2 separate regions of the Bombyx mori genome follow, and region 2 is linked to region 1. Evidence: chromatin contacts called from public Hi-C data. All regions are on one chromosome and are shown on one strand. Each heading gives the region's core, a stretch centred on a gene start, on an enhancer-like site or on the middle of the called end of the contact. The rest is flanking DNA. Distances are from core to core; before and after follow the strand shown.

Region 1 (6,452 bases), core at 2,766-5,265:
TTTATTTAACTGCTGGATCTCACAGAAATTTTCTTTATATGTCGTAATCACTTTTTAATATTAAATACTTTTTGTGAAGTTTATACAAAGCATATTTAATTACGTCTTGCGTTGGTCAATATTTATTCTAAATTTGTTTTTTGCGCTTCAAACAAGATGGATTTGCTCTGTGACACCCACTACGAACGATTTATTTAAAAAGAAAACTTCATACAAATGACACTATTCAATAAGATACCTTTAGTCTCGATACTTTTAGGGTAGGGGTCAAAGAATTTTATGGTATTCTAAATAATAGATTTATCTCTTTGTCTCCGTTAAAACTTAGAAATAATTTTGTTATTCTTTAACAGCCACCTCGGGGATACGTAGCACCTCCTTACGGCGCTGGAGCGCCAGGAGGACCCCAACAACCCCCGGGAGCTTATGGCCCTCCAGGTGCTTACCCTCAAAGGTATCCGCCGCCGCCTGGCCCGCCCGGAGCGCCGAATTCACGACCGCCCTTCTCGTCACATCAAGTAAGTTAAATTCTCTTTTTTTTATGTCATTTTTACCCATAAAAGATATTCTCAATCAAACGGTACTTTTGAAAATCGTAAGAAATAAATAAATGAAAATGTTGACATAATTAAAACTGCGGTTGCGGTTTAAACTCGCGTTTTTTTACAGTTTTCGTAGTCGGAGACGATTGAAGTGTTATTCACCTAAAAATAGACGCTAATTAGCACAATATCATAATGTTAACGAGAAATATTTTTAATTATGTCTAAAACTCGCGAAAACAGAAGAAAATAACAACCAAATGTTGATAATAAAGAAATTACCTCACAACAAAGCCATTGTTAAGTAATAAAGAGTTAACATACAATTATATCAACCTAAATAGTTTTATCTAATACTTGATTTAGTCCACTATATAAAATTTATTAAGTAGTAAGCTTCTCATAGTACTAGATAGATATACGATCAGCATATCACAATTCTCATTACGTTACTGCATTAGTATGTCGTAGATAATATGTGTAAACAACACATAAACACATTATACATACACATTAATTGCAACGTGATCGTCTATACGTTTGTATGGTTACTATACATACGGATTAATTCTGATTGATGACCAAGATACTGAGATATGCAAACCGAGTTCAATGCCCTCTGTTTACAATGCCAGATATTATACGTATTGTATAGATGACTACGAACATCGGAACCGATGATACTGAGATAAGGCGGATAAATTTATGTGTTACAATAAATTAAACAATGATTGTAGGCAAATACGTAGCTCATAGTATTTTGTTCAAATAAACAATATTTATATGTTTTAATTTAGATGTATTTTAATCTATGTTCTTGAACCGTCTGTCTGTAGTCTGTGTGTAGAAATGATCACAGGATATAACTAGTCAGGTCATAAGTATTGTCACACAGTAAAAACTTTTCTTTTAGAATGCTGGCCACAAAAAAGTTTATTGAATTCGAATTTCGAATTGTTCATGAAAATAAAAATGTATACTTTTAGAAATTTACTCATTTTTTAAATATGGAGTGGACGCTTAAAGAAGACCGTGTTGCAGTTATTGCGTTGCATCGTTGCGGTTACGCGCCAATTCAAATTTTTAACATACTGAAAAATTTAAAAAAAAATAGGTACACGCGACTGCGGGATTTCAACACACACCGGCATAGTAGCATCTCTCGATACAAATGCACCAGACGTCTTATCATTTTACCCCACGATTACTTGAATATTATACAGAAATATTAAGTCTTTTGACTTTATGGCCATAATAGGTAATACTTACCTATTCTGTGCGAAGAAATTACTGGAAAAAAATCAAATATACACAAAATGTTAGGTATTCATCTAAATGTATTTTATCACAAAACATTTTAATCGTTTTTTCCGGAATTGAGTTTAATTCTTGCCGCGAATTTTCCTTTATGTCTTCTAATGGATCCCATGAAGCGGTAATTTGAGTTTCGGAAAAAGAAAAAAGTCGGCTGGAGTTGTCATATCTGGTGAATAAGGAAGTTAGTTGCTCGATGGTACTTGTTGAGATTTTGATCAAAAATTCGTACACTCAATTGAGGCCGTCAGCGCAAAAGTGGCCTAAGCTTATCATAATTAGTATGGAGATTTGAGGTTTGAATTTACTGAACACCGCTTCGTAAGCAAAAACAATACTCGCATAAATAGTGTTTACAAAGCCATCTATCTGTTATCTATGCGTGAAACTAGGGATAAGCCGGTTTTCCATCAAGATTTATTATTTTATAAATAAATTGTAATTTATAAGCACAAGTATGAAAAATTGTTGGTTAGGGCAGTTTTGTGCTGACGGCCTCAATTATGGCCTTGCGTTAAAGCGTATTAATTATCGTGGTGCAAAATCGATGGATTTTCTTTCAACTCAAATCTGGAAATTTTCGTCGAATTTGCACTTTTAAATGCCGCAAAACACTCTAGTAATATTATTTAGCTCCCTTTTGACCTTCCGGCAAGAATTCCGAGTGCACAACACCGCGATATTCATAGAAAACAGTCAACATGACTTTGACTTTTGACCGACTTTGTTTTTTCGGTTCCATTTCAATTGGAAACCGCCAATCCAAAGCTTGTTGACTAGTTTGCATGTCAAACTCGTAAACCCACGTCTCGCTACCAGTTACAATGCATTTCATGAATGTTGGGTCAGAATTGACTCGTTTTAGTATGTTTTCGATTAAGTTTTGAAATTCAGGTCCTTGGGACTAACAGAACGGCAACTTTTTTTTTTCCTACCTAAGCTGGTAGCCTTGAGAGGCTATTCCAGCGTAACCTTAACTAGTAGATGAGCTCACGGGGCTCAAACCTGACAAAGTTGCTAACACGAACCCTAGCAAGAGCTGTGCTTCGCAGAATCTACCACCGGATCGGAAACGCGACATCTGAGAAGATCCGGCGAGAAACTCAGTGGGCTGTGTCTGAGGGTTAATTTACTCGTCGAGCCCTTCGTCGCAGGCGACGGGTTCGACGAGAACGGTGACTGAGGCTTGAAGTACCTAAAAGCACCGTTAAGTGGATCGGGAGGATCCGAGATGACGTGTTTTGGGCGACGTCGACTGCTTTCCATTCTTTCCGCAGGATCGGGAGAACGGCATCATGTTTCATCCTTAAGCGTGTATTTAAAATTGTACGGATCGACTCGTGAGACACATAACTTCGACGCTTATCTCTCATGAACATGAATGAGGATTTATAGTAATAATTATTTCCTCTTGTTATGTAAACTTCAGTTGCAGACGTTGATGGCCTAACAGAGCAAGGTAAATCTTCCTTCACATTTCGACCGCTTTTGAACGCTTTGTCCAATCATCAGCAGGTGTTTTTGATAAAGGCGGTTCACTGTAAGCCTTCTGTAACATTTTCATTGACTCCGAACACGAAATTCTATTGGCTTTATGTCGAAACAAAAAGATATTTGTTTTGCTTCTATAAGTTAACAATACGGATTATTTTTATTTTAGTTCTTTGAGTGTTGGTATTTCGATCCGAGCGATTGACACTGTTTAATATTATTATGTTACATCGTACATCATCGTTGTTTTCTTTATACAGTCTGTACAAAGAGTGAAATTTTTATTTAAAAAACCCCCTAAATTATTATGACTTAATTTTCGTATAGCGTACAAGTTCCTTACAAAGTTATTTGAATAAAAGGTCACGATTAAAGGTAATAATATAAATACAGTCGTTTTACCTATTATAAAACTTTGTAAAATGTAAACGTTTGAACGATGACAAAGAAAATGTTACATGATACGATTTAAATTTAAGTCCGAAACTAGAACTTCTCGCCTAGAATGTTTCTTAGAATCGTTGAGCCGGCGGCGTCGCGCTGGAGCCTCGTCTACTCACGTGAACATAAACGTTCTGTCATACTTAAGCCCTCCTCAAGGGAACACCGCTCTAAAAGCAATAGACGCACGTTCTAACTTAGCTTAGAAGGTTCGAGATACGCTCGAATGACGTAAGCCGCTGTGCGCGCCCGCTGACGTAAGCCAGTCGTTGTGCAACGAAGACCGAGGTACGCTTTAAGCAGGCAGGCAGGGCTCTTGGTGTGAGCTCGTGTAGAAATCGTTATTAAGAAATGATTCGTAGAAGAACAAGGTCATTGTGAAACAAACCACGGCCAGTTTGTCCATGCCGTGGCCGCGCGATATAATTGCGTTGATTTATGCTTTAATGCATTAGAAAATGACAATAATTTTGCTGCCTTTTTATAAATTAGCAATATGCCTACTAAATAAGTATTCACAGATTTTTTTTTGTTCGTGTGATGCTAGCTTTACTTTTCACATATAATTTAATATAACCTTTTCTCCCGCAATAGTGACTTTTCTCTCTTATAATACGGTACATTCAATTTTGGAAGTCACATTCAACAATATCCCAGCCACATAGTATTCCTATCTCTGATAATTATTCATCAAAATTCATCATCACCGTTCATTAAATATATTCAGTAAGATAATAAAAGTTTTCTTGAAATATAACGCTTAGAAAAAAAAAAACCTGTGATAAATTTTGCTCATTGCAATGTTCACGAAAAATTAAACAACCATGGACTTTTTTCTCGTAATGAAGTAACTGGTGTATGTGCTCGGGATATTTCTATAGCAATTATTATTCTAGATTTGTTTGTACCAGCATAGTGTACAATTATATTACGATAGTGTACTTTTATTTTTATTTTAAGCGCACAAACAACTAATTAACTAGAAATCATTTACTCTCGACGGAAGATAATATATAGCAGATAAGTAATAAAATAATTTGTTTTGAACAGATAATGCGTAACGCACAAAAGGCATGTTGTACCGTAATGCGCTAGATCTTGATTTTTTTATCTCTTTGTCAGCTATAATTACGCATAGTCTTATAAATTAAAATGACAGGAAAACAAATAACCTAACGATATTTAATTTTAATAATAAATAATATTGAAAAAATTGACATATCGCCTTCAACTCATTGCTCTTTGATTGGTATCGATGATATACACAAAGCATCGGTTCACGTTAATCTTGTCAAAGTTAAAAATGACCGAGATTTTAATAGTAAATAATATTATACATAACAATATTAGGATGCTTTTCGTTCGTCAATGTTTGGAAGATAATCCTGTGTGCTGCGTAGTCATTCGGTAACATGTGTTTAAGCAATAACTTAGATGTTGTTGAAAATGTAAACGAGTAAACTGTCTCACGGCCCGCCGGATGTTAAGCTATACCGGTGGACATAAATCGATATTTGACCCCGGAGTAAAAAATATGTATGTAATAATTATTCTGAAAGGATTCAACAGTACGCATCAACGTTTGAAGAGTATCTAATGTTTTGGAAGTAAAACATCGTGAGTCGTTAAAGATACGTGCAGTGTTGCTCTGAGATACGACGCGGGTGCAATGAATGCTACTACGATTTCAAGGGCGCACCTCAGGTGATGACGTACTCGCACCCCACCACCCCACAGGGCTCCCGCGGGTGTTCCGGCACCCACCTAATAATGCACGTCTACACCCTGTCTGCCGCACTCGTTGCAACCTTGTGTGCTTTCAAAGGTCTTTCGCACACTGCTAACGATGTAAACTTTCTTCATCACAATAATATCCTTCAACGCAATGAATGACTTGTAAATTAACTTCGTTAAAACATTAATCAAACACAATAGCAATTATTTCCAACTTGACTACGATGTAGTATCAGGCCGGGAAACGTCTCTAATTATCATAATAATAGTGGAGGGTTGGAGGGAGGTTGAGTAGTGCGGCGGCCCCGTCAGCTGAGCGAAAACGAAAGTAAACAGAACTCGGTCAAAGGGTTTGTACTCACCTACCCGCAATATTTATGTGGGCACGGGGGTGTCATACCCCCACACCCGATTCGGTCTCCTTCCTTTGATGGATTGGTTGTCGGTCGGTGTGAATGTTCGACTAAAACTCAACTAAACTGAGCTGCGAGGCATTCGTCTCGATTTCATGGCAATCCTGTTCCACAAACTTTGAACGTATAATTGCTATTCAGAGAAAGTCGTTTGAATAATATAATTCTTTATGTTGCTCTCTTCACTTCGTTGTATTATGATGTTTAATTCGTGTAAAATCTGTTTTAAATACGAACTTAATAAAATCTATTATTATTTATTTATTTTATTTATGTACACACAAAAAAGAAGACATAGTACAGAGTAATAGGAAAATTGTGTACAAAGGCACTGCTTATTTCTTTAAGTAATCTCTTCCAGCAGACCTGCGAGAGGATCATGAGAATAATAATTAAAAGTGATGAGTGTGTGTAGAACAGTTAAAATAACAAATGCAACATGAGAATTAGAGTAATGCACATACACAAAACTTATCGCTGTGAAAAAAATTGTAACGCTTTTGATGTTAAATACCGT
Region 2 (6,452 bases), core at 1,863-4,362, 38 kb after region 1:
TGGTGGTAGGACCGCTTGTGAGTCCGCACGGGTAGGTACCACCGCCCCGCCTATTTTTGCCGTGAAGCAGTAATGCGTTTCGGTTTGAAGGGTGGGGCAGCCGTTGTGACTATACTAAGACCTTAGAACTATATCTCAAGGTGTGTGGCGCATTTACGTTGTAGATGTCTATGGGCTCCAGTAACCACTTATCACCAGGTGGGCTGTGAGCTCGTCCACACATCTAAGCAATAAAAAAATAAAAAAAATAAAAAATATCTTTATTAAGAGTTGCATATTGTCAAAAGTTAGCAATTTCCATGATCATAACTCGTTGACTCTCAAAGCTTTTATTCCTAAAAGATGTTACAACAGCACATGTAGATTGTTCAGTTCTGGCAGGTGTCGTGTGTCACTACGGAACTGGTTAGGTATCCGGTTAGAAGTGGTCGTCGTCGGCGACGATCCACAGATGGCGCTACACGTCACATGGCAAAGTTATTCGTGAGATGATAGAAAAAGGTTAATCATACATTTGACGTAAGAATAATTGATAAATAAACTAAACTTTGATTAATGATAATTTTCCATAAATAAAAAATTTAAGATAAACTTCATAAATAATAATGATAAACTTAAACTCAATTCAATCAAGTTTTTTTTTTATTGCCTTTGTAGGCAGACGAGCATACGACCCACCTGATGGTGAGTGGTTACCGTCGCCCATGGACTTCAGCAATGCCAGGGGCAAAGCCAAGCCGCTACCTAGTGATATTCGAGTAATAAAACCAAAGCTGTTTGGTTTATAAATAACGCTTGAGTTTTGAAACATTGTTTATAAGTCGTTATTAATTAAAAACACTTTATCTGAATAATCTATAATGATTGAGTTACGAACTAATTTGCGGCACGACAGGCGGCTTATGTAACTAATCGACAATTAATCGCACCCTTATTACACGATCGCGCTGTGGCTAACCCACTAAGGCATATTTCTTTTATTTTGCCGACTGCCTGCCTCGTGGCTTTAGCCTCACTTATAGACTGGCTTTACTCAGAATTCAGAACTGGTTTTATAAACGTATGTACATTGAATTCTACGATAAAATCGTTTTACTTATATATTTCAATGAAATTGTTCATAACCTATTAAGTACATAATTGTTACTTATTAGAACGTTCGGAATTCTAATTGATTGTCCGGCTTAATGCAACGGTCAGTATCTAATATCGGTATCAGTTGTATTCTAGTACAGAATAGTATAATATGCGTGTTGACCCGCCTTTCCCAATAGGCCATCTCCGTGTAAATTCGCGCTAATGCGATATAATATGCATAACATATTTATGTACCCAGTGAAGTTGCACAATTTGTATTAACACTGTTGTTGCTGACTGTATTTTTTTTTTTTATTATTTATTAGAGCCATACACCTATTAGGTTAAGTCGGCTTGAGTCTGACTGTATTAAATAATTTTATTTTTGTGTCTGTAGCAACTTTTCGTTATATTACATATCGGCTCTTTTGTTTTTGTCGTTCATATCATAACGTATTCTGTCAATATTATAAATTGATAATTTAACAAATTTGCACGAAGTTTTTCAATAACTTATTTGCATAAAGAGTTATGTATTTGTATTTGTAGAGGTATTGAATGAAAACGTGATTCATTTGATTAATTATGATTAATGTCATTGAACTCTTGTTTTAGTATGTTTAATATTTTTACTTTGAATATTTTTTTCATTTTCTTTTCATTCGTTAATGATAAGGATGTGTTGTGAGCCCGCATTGTTTTTACTGGTGGTAGGACCTCTTGTGAGTCCACACGGGTAGGTACCACCACCCTGCCTTTTTCTGCCGTGAAGCAGTAATGCGTTTCGGTTTGAAGGGTGGGGCAGCCGTTGTAACTATACTGAGACCTTAGAACTCAAATCTCAAGGTGGTTGGCGGCATTTACGTTGTAGATGTCTATGGGCTCCAGTAACCACTTAATACCAAGACAGTTCGGTCTTCTATTTACGTTTGTTAAAAATAAATTATATAATATAATTGGATTTATCATTTCCAAATTCAATTATCATATTTTATGAGTTTAAAATGAAAAAAAATACTATTTTTTGTTGCGCTCGTCTTTCTGTACATCACAATATTTCATACGGACACCGCGGGCATTATATCGATGAAAATTTAAAGGTCCGTTAAAGTGTGGAAAACTGATACGTGTTATATAGCAGGATCAAAATAAATCTAATGCAGATACCTGCACATAAGTCGAAAAATAACTTTTATATACGTAAAAAATTGTATTAAACAAAATATTCATTATATTTTGAGATGCTCTGTTTTCGCTTAACGGCCCTTTAGAATAATGTATTTATAAATACATTGACTTTCAACCGTGATAGTTTTCAACCACGCAACCGGTTTTATTCATAACAACTCACTGTAATCACCCTTTTAACCACGATGATTTTCGACAGGTATTTTTCCATTCAATTATTAGGTTGTAGGTATTTCCTTCGAATAGATTTTGTAGGTACTTCAAGGAACGAACGACGAACGTTTTCTGTGTGCTTAGTGCGAGTTTTTTAACGTTCTCGATAGCGTAAAAGTTAGCTCATATTTGTATGGAATTGGGATCGTTTGCGTACGTTTGCCGCTAGGGGCGCTGTTCCAATTGAATATGCAATTTCGAAAAGGGCACATCTCTGAAAATGTAGTAAAATGTTCAGGAAATGAAAAAAAAACTGATTATTTTCTAAAGCGGTGTGTTAAAATGTAAACTTTTGAGTTATATTTTAGTGTGAATTAGCAATTGAAAATTACTGGAATTATTATAAAATGGGTGTAGGTAAGCCTCAAAACTACATGTATATGAAAAAACGTATTTGACAAAATATGCGACATGCGCCCTTTTCGAAATTGCATATATTCAATTGCATTCAAAATTGGCTGAACTTTTACGCTATCGAGAACGTTAAGAAACTCGCACTAAGCACACCGGTGTTGAACGAGTCCCCGCACTAGGCTCGCTTCGTGCCCTCGGGCGTCAGTAGCTATACATATGGGACGGAGCGAGCTCGGCGTGCCGTCGCCGCAATATCGGCCCGGTGAAATCGCTCGCCCGCCCGCTTCGTCTCTCCTCACGCCTCGCCTGCGCCAGTCACCGTGCGCCAACTGAAACGCGCGCACTGCTAACGCAATCGAACTCACGATATTTCATACACAAGTCTTAGCTTGCAGCTCCCGCTTTTGCCTTCAGTTTAGATCCGTATCTATTGCGTTGATTTGTAATTTATCAAGTTCACTAAAAGCGGTTGAGCTTTGTTTTGTCCTCGTCTAAACGCGTTCGAGTGTCGGTGTGTGTGTGTATGTGAGAGAGAGGTGCATGCCTGCATCTCGACCCAATTTGTGTTTAACAGTCGTCACTAAAAGTATTCAAAACGGCTGTCATCATAAGGCGGCCCGCGACATCAGTAAGTAACATCGGACTGCATGACTCTCGTTGTAAAATAGGACGATTCTTATCTATTGCAGATGTGTGCGTGGGCGAAACGACGCGGGGTCGGGGTTGTGTGCGTGACATCCGATCGCCTCGACCGCTGTTGTGTGTGTGTGTGTGCCGTGCCTTGGCTCAATATTCAGTTCTATTTTGTGACAGAGCAGCTATGTTTGTTTTTATTATCATAATATGACGAGCGGCTGCTTTTACTGCAACTAGATTTTAATTCATTCACATGCGTTTATTATTTTACGGGTCTTAAAACTGCAACATTGAATTCATCAATTAATTAATTTACCTTAAGAATTTAGATAAATTTTTCATTTCAAATAATATACATCTAAAAAGTCGGAATTATGGAAAATTAGCTAAAAGACTGTAACATTATTGGTAAGGAATGGAAAAAAAAAATTGCACGATTTGCGTTTTCCGTCGGTACCCGGCGGCAATAACCATTGGTAGCCGTACATTTTCTGAGTCTCATACAAGACTCAATTTACTCATTACACGTTATAAAGTTCAGGTCACGACCTAGTCCAACAAAATGTAGACTAATTTATGAAATTTTTTAAAACCAGATTTAGCTAGTTTATTAACAGAGAAGGGACAAAAACGGGTTCCGCAAAGGATTTTCCTTTAGTGTTCTTTCTTGATAGAACTTTATAACTTGTAAATTACACATTAACACCTCTATGTTTTGCTGTTTCAAAATACTGAATTTAAAAGTTAACGCACTTCACAAACACACTGGCAATTATTATTCATTTAACATTTATTTTATTTATTTGTACGTAATTGTTATTGAACATAAAGTTCGAAAGTCCGTCTTATTAAATGTAATTCTCTACTGACATTAGTAGCAATTAATCTTTTTCTGGCTAGACGATGTCAAATCTATCACAAATTGGCGTATCCCATAGGAATTCTACAAAACAGCAAACAACATTTTTGATAGGTTTTCATTTTTATACTTTTTTAGCTTGGTACATTAAAATCGAACATGCATTCGATGGCTAAAAAGAACACTTGTTTGACATATTATAAGGATTGACTTTTGATCCACCTATTACTTCATTTGATATCGTTCCTTAGGAATATATAGATAAAAAAAGGTAGTTAAATTTGTATACAATGAAATCGAAGCCTTTTGCTGATTGTAATGTTCCTGTGTAAGGCTACAATATACATGTAAGTGAGCCTTAGTTATTGCTATCGTTTAATTATACCTCTAACTTTAATTATTCTAAACATCAGAGCCATGCGCCCGGAAATCCATAATTTCAACATTTCTAATTGTAATTGGTTCTGTTTTACCGGCATCTATGCGTCTATTTCCAGTTTGTATTTTATTTTTCGTTTCATGTCTCGGCCTTTAATTGTTTTTATCAGATAAATTCAGGCTATTTTTATGAGAATTTCAAGGATTACAGGTCACCGGTATTCGTAAGTTCCATAGGAAAATAACTAAACTGCTGAAATAACGGAATTGCTGAACAACCGCATTTAGTTTGTTGTGTATTCAAGGAATATTTTGTTTGTTTATATTTTTTCTTAAAAGTTAATAATAACATTTGTGGTTTTGAGACGCTATTAATTGAGTACATAAATCATTGATACTATTTGTTTGTTTACAAAGAATGCAGATATTTCTTTCATTTGATCGTTAACAATTGTGTTTCAGTGTGTATTGACTACTAAAGTAGCATTGTTATCAGGGACGCATGTGTTTGTTATATTCGTATGCGTTACTGATTATTAAACACGATCTCACGCTTTGCGGTAGCCGTGGAAGAACGTCGTAAACGACCGACATTAACAAATCAATCGTCGATTTTATTGCTTGGGGCTGTAAAAACTAAAATGCTCGCGGGAAGAGCGGCGTATCACGCGTTTCTCTTTCGTCGGTGGCTCATACAAATTATACGATGTGTATTACGTATAGCTAGGTAGGTGGGCCGTCATTATTTATGTTCTCTAACAGTCTGTTCGGTGGTGTGGGTTAAAATCGGAGCAGTCAGCTGATCGTCAATGTGTGCGTGCGTTCTTCGGGAAACACCTTTCGATGACGTATGCGAGATCCGTTTAATTGGACATTCACATTGTTCCCCGATTTTTTTTTTTGGTGTGTAGTCGCTGAATATGGATCGCGTTTTGTTTTTCAAAGATGTTGTTTCGTTACTCAATCCACGCTACTTTACAAATTTAAGATATGTGCATTCATCACATTGTTTTGAAATTGTCATAACTGATTTCTTCAATTGGAGATATACAATAAAATTCTTATGTGATCGTTATTTATTTTCAGCTATTGTTTATGACAAACAGCATTGATTAGTCTTATTGTCAAACGATCATTTTGATCATTTTTCGGTTTTTGTGAATTTATCGTTTTTGGATTATTTTGAATGTTGTTGTTCTGCAGATAGTAAGTAGTAGTAACCTTTGGTGTAGATACTTAGTTGGTTTTATTGTCTGAATTGGTTGATTTATGAATTCGGTTGTCGTTGATATCATAGTTGTAATACATTTGCTATTACATACCTTCATATATTGTTTTGACCACAGTTATGATTTGTATCCCAATGTAAAAGTTGAGGCGTCTAAATAGTACACTAATTCTGCAGAACAATACTAATTCAGCCCAGTGTAAGAATTACCAGATTTTTTTGTGTAACATGTTGTTCAGTCCTTATGAGTGCTCCACGACTTTTCATGTCTGGACGGGTTCAAAGTACCACGTGATTAACTCGTCAAGTGACAGTAGAACGACAGTCGAAAGTTATTAGGGAGACTTGACTTTGAAGTTGAAAAGGGAACCTCCCCCACCCTTCTCGTCACAAATAAATAAGGCAGAGTCGGCATGCGAGAACAAGAACAACAATAATAATAATAATTTGATCTGGCCCTATCAGCTGGTTCGTCGACACAGACCCGAGTAACAGGTGGCCTATAAAGACATTCAATAA

Evidence for each region. A called contact is a pair of places that touch in the nucleus more often than the background predicts.
Region 2: a contact with region 1 is called in a Hi-C map of middle silk gland, with 1.8 times the contacts expected there. The contact joins two enhancer-like sites. A contact is called at or near these places in 4 of 7 Hi-C or Micro-C datasets (middle silk gland, midgut and whole pupa).

Annotation. Positions count from the first base shown.
Region 1 is chr7:9,195,941-9,202,392 of ASM3026992v2, forward strand. LOC101745976 (trithorax group protein osa) reads left to right here. Exons shown (of 20, transcript XM_038011947.2): 2 at 354-518. Among protein-coding and RNA genes, the nearest start is that of LOC101745976, 26 kb to the left of the region's middle. Within about 2 kb of position 4,016, at least 8 of the 8 cell types and tissues checked have open chromatin away from gene starts, as enhancers often do.
Region 2 is chr7:9,234,524-9,240,975 of ASM3026992v2, forward strand. The region is part of intron 4 of LOC101745976 (trithorax group protein osa); the gene reads left to right. Among protein-coding and RNA genes, the nearest start is that of LOC101737552, 44 kb to the right of the region's middle. Within about 2 kb of position 3,113, at least 8 of the 8 cell types and tissues checked have open chromatin away from gene starts, as enhancers often do.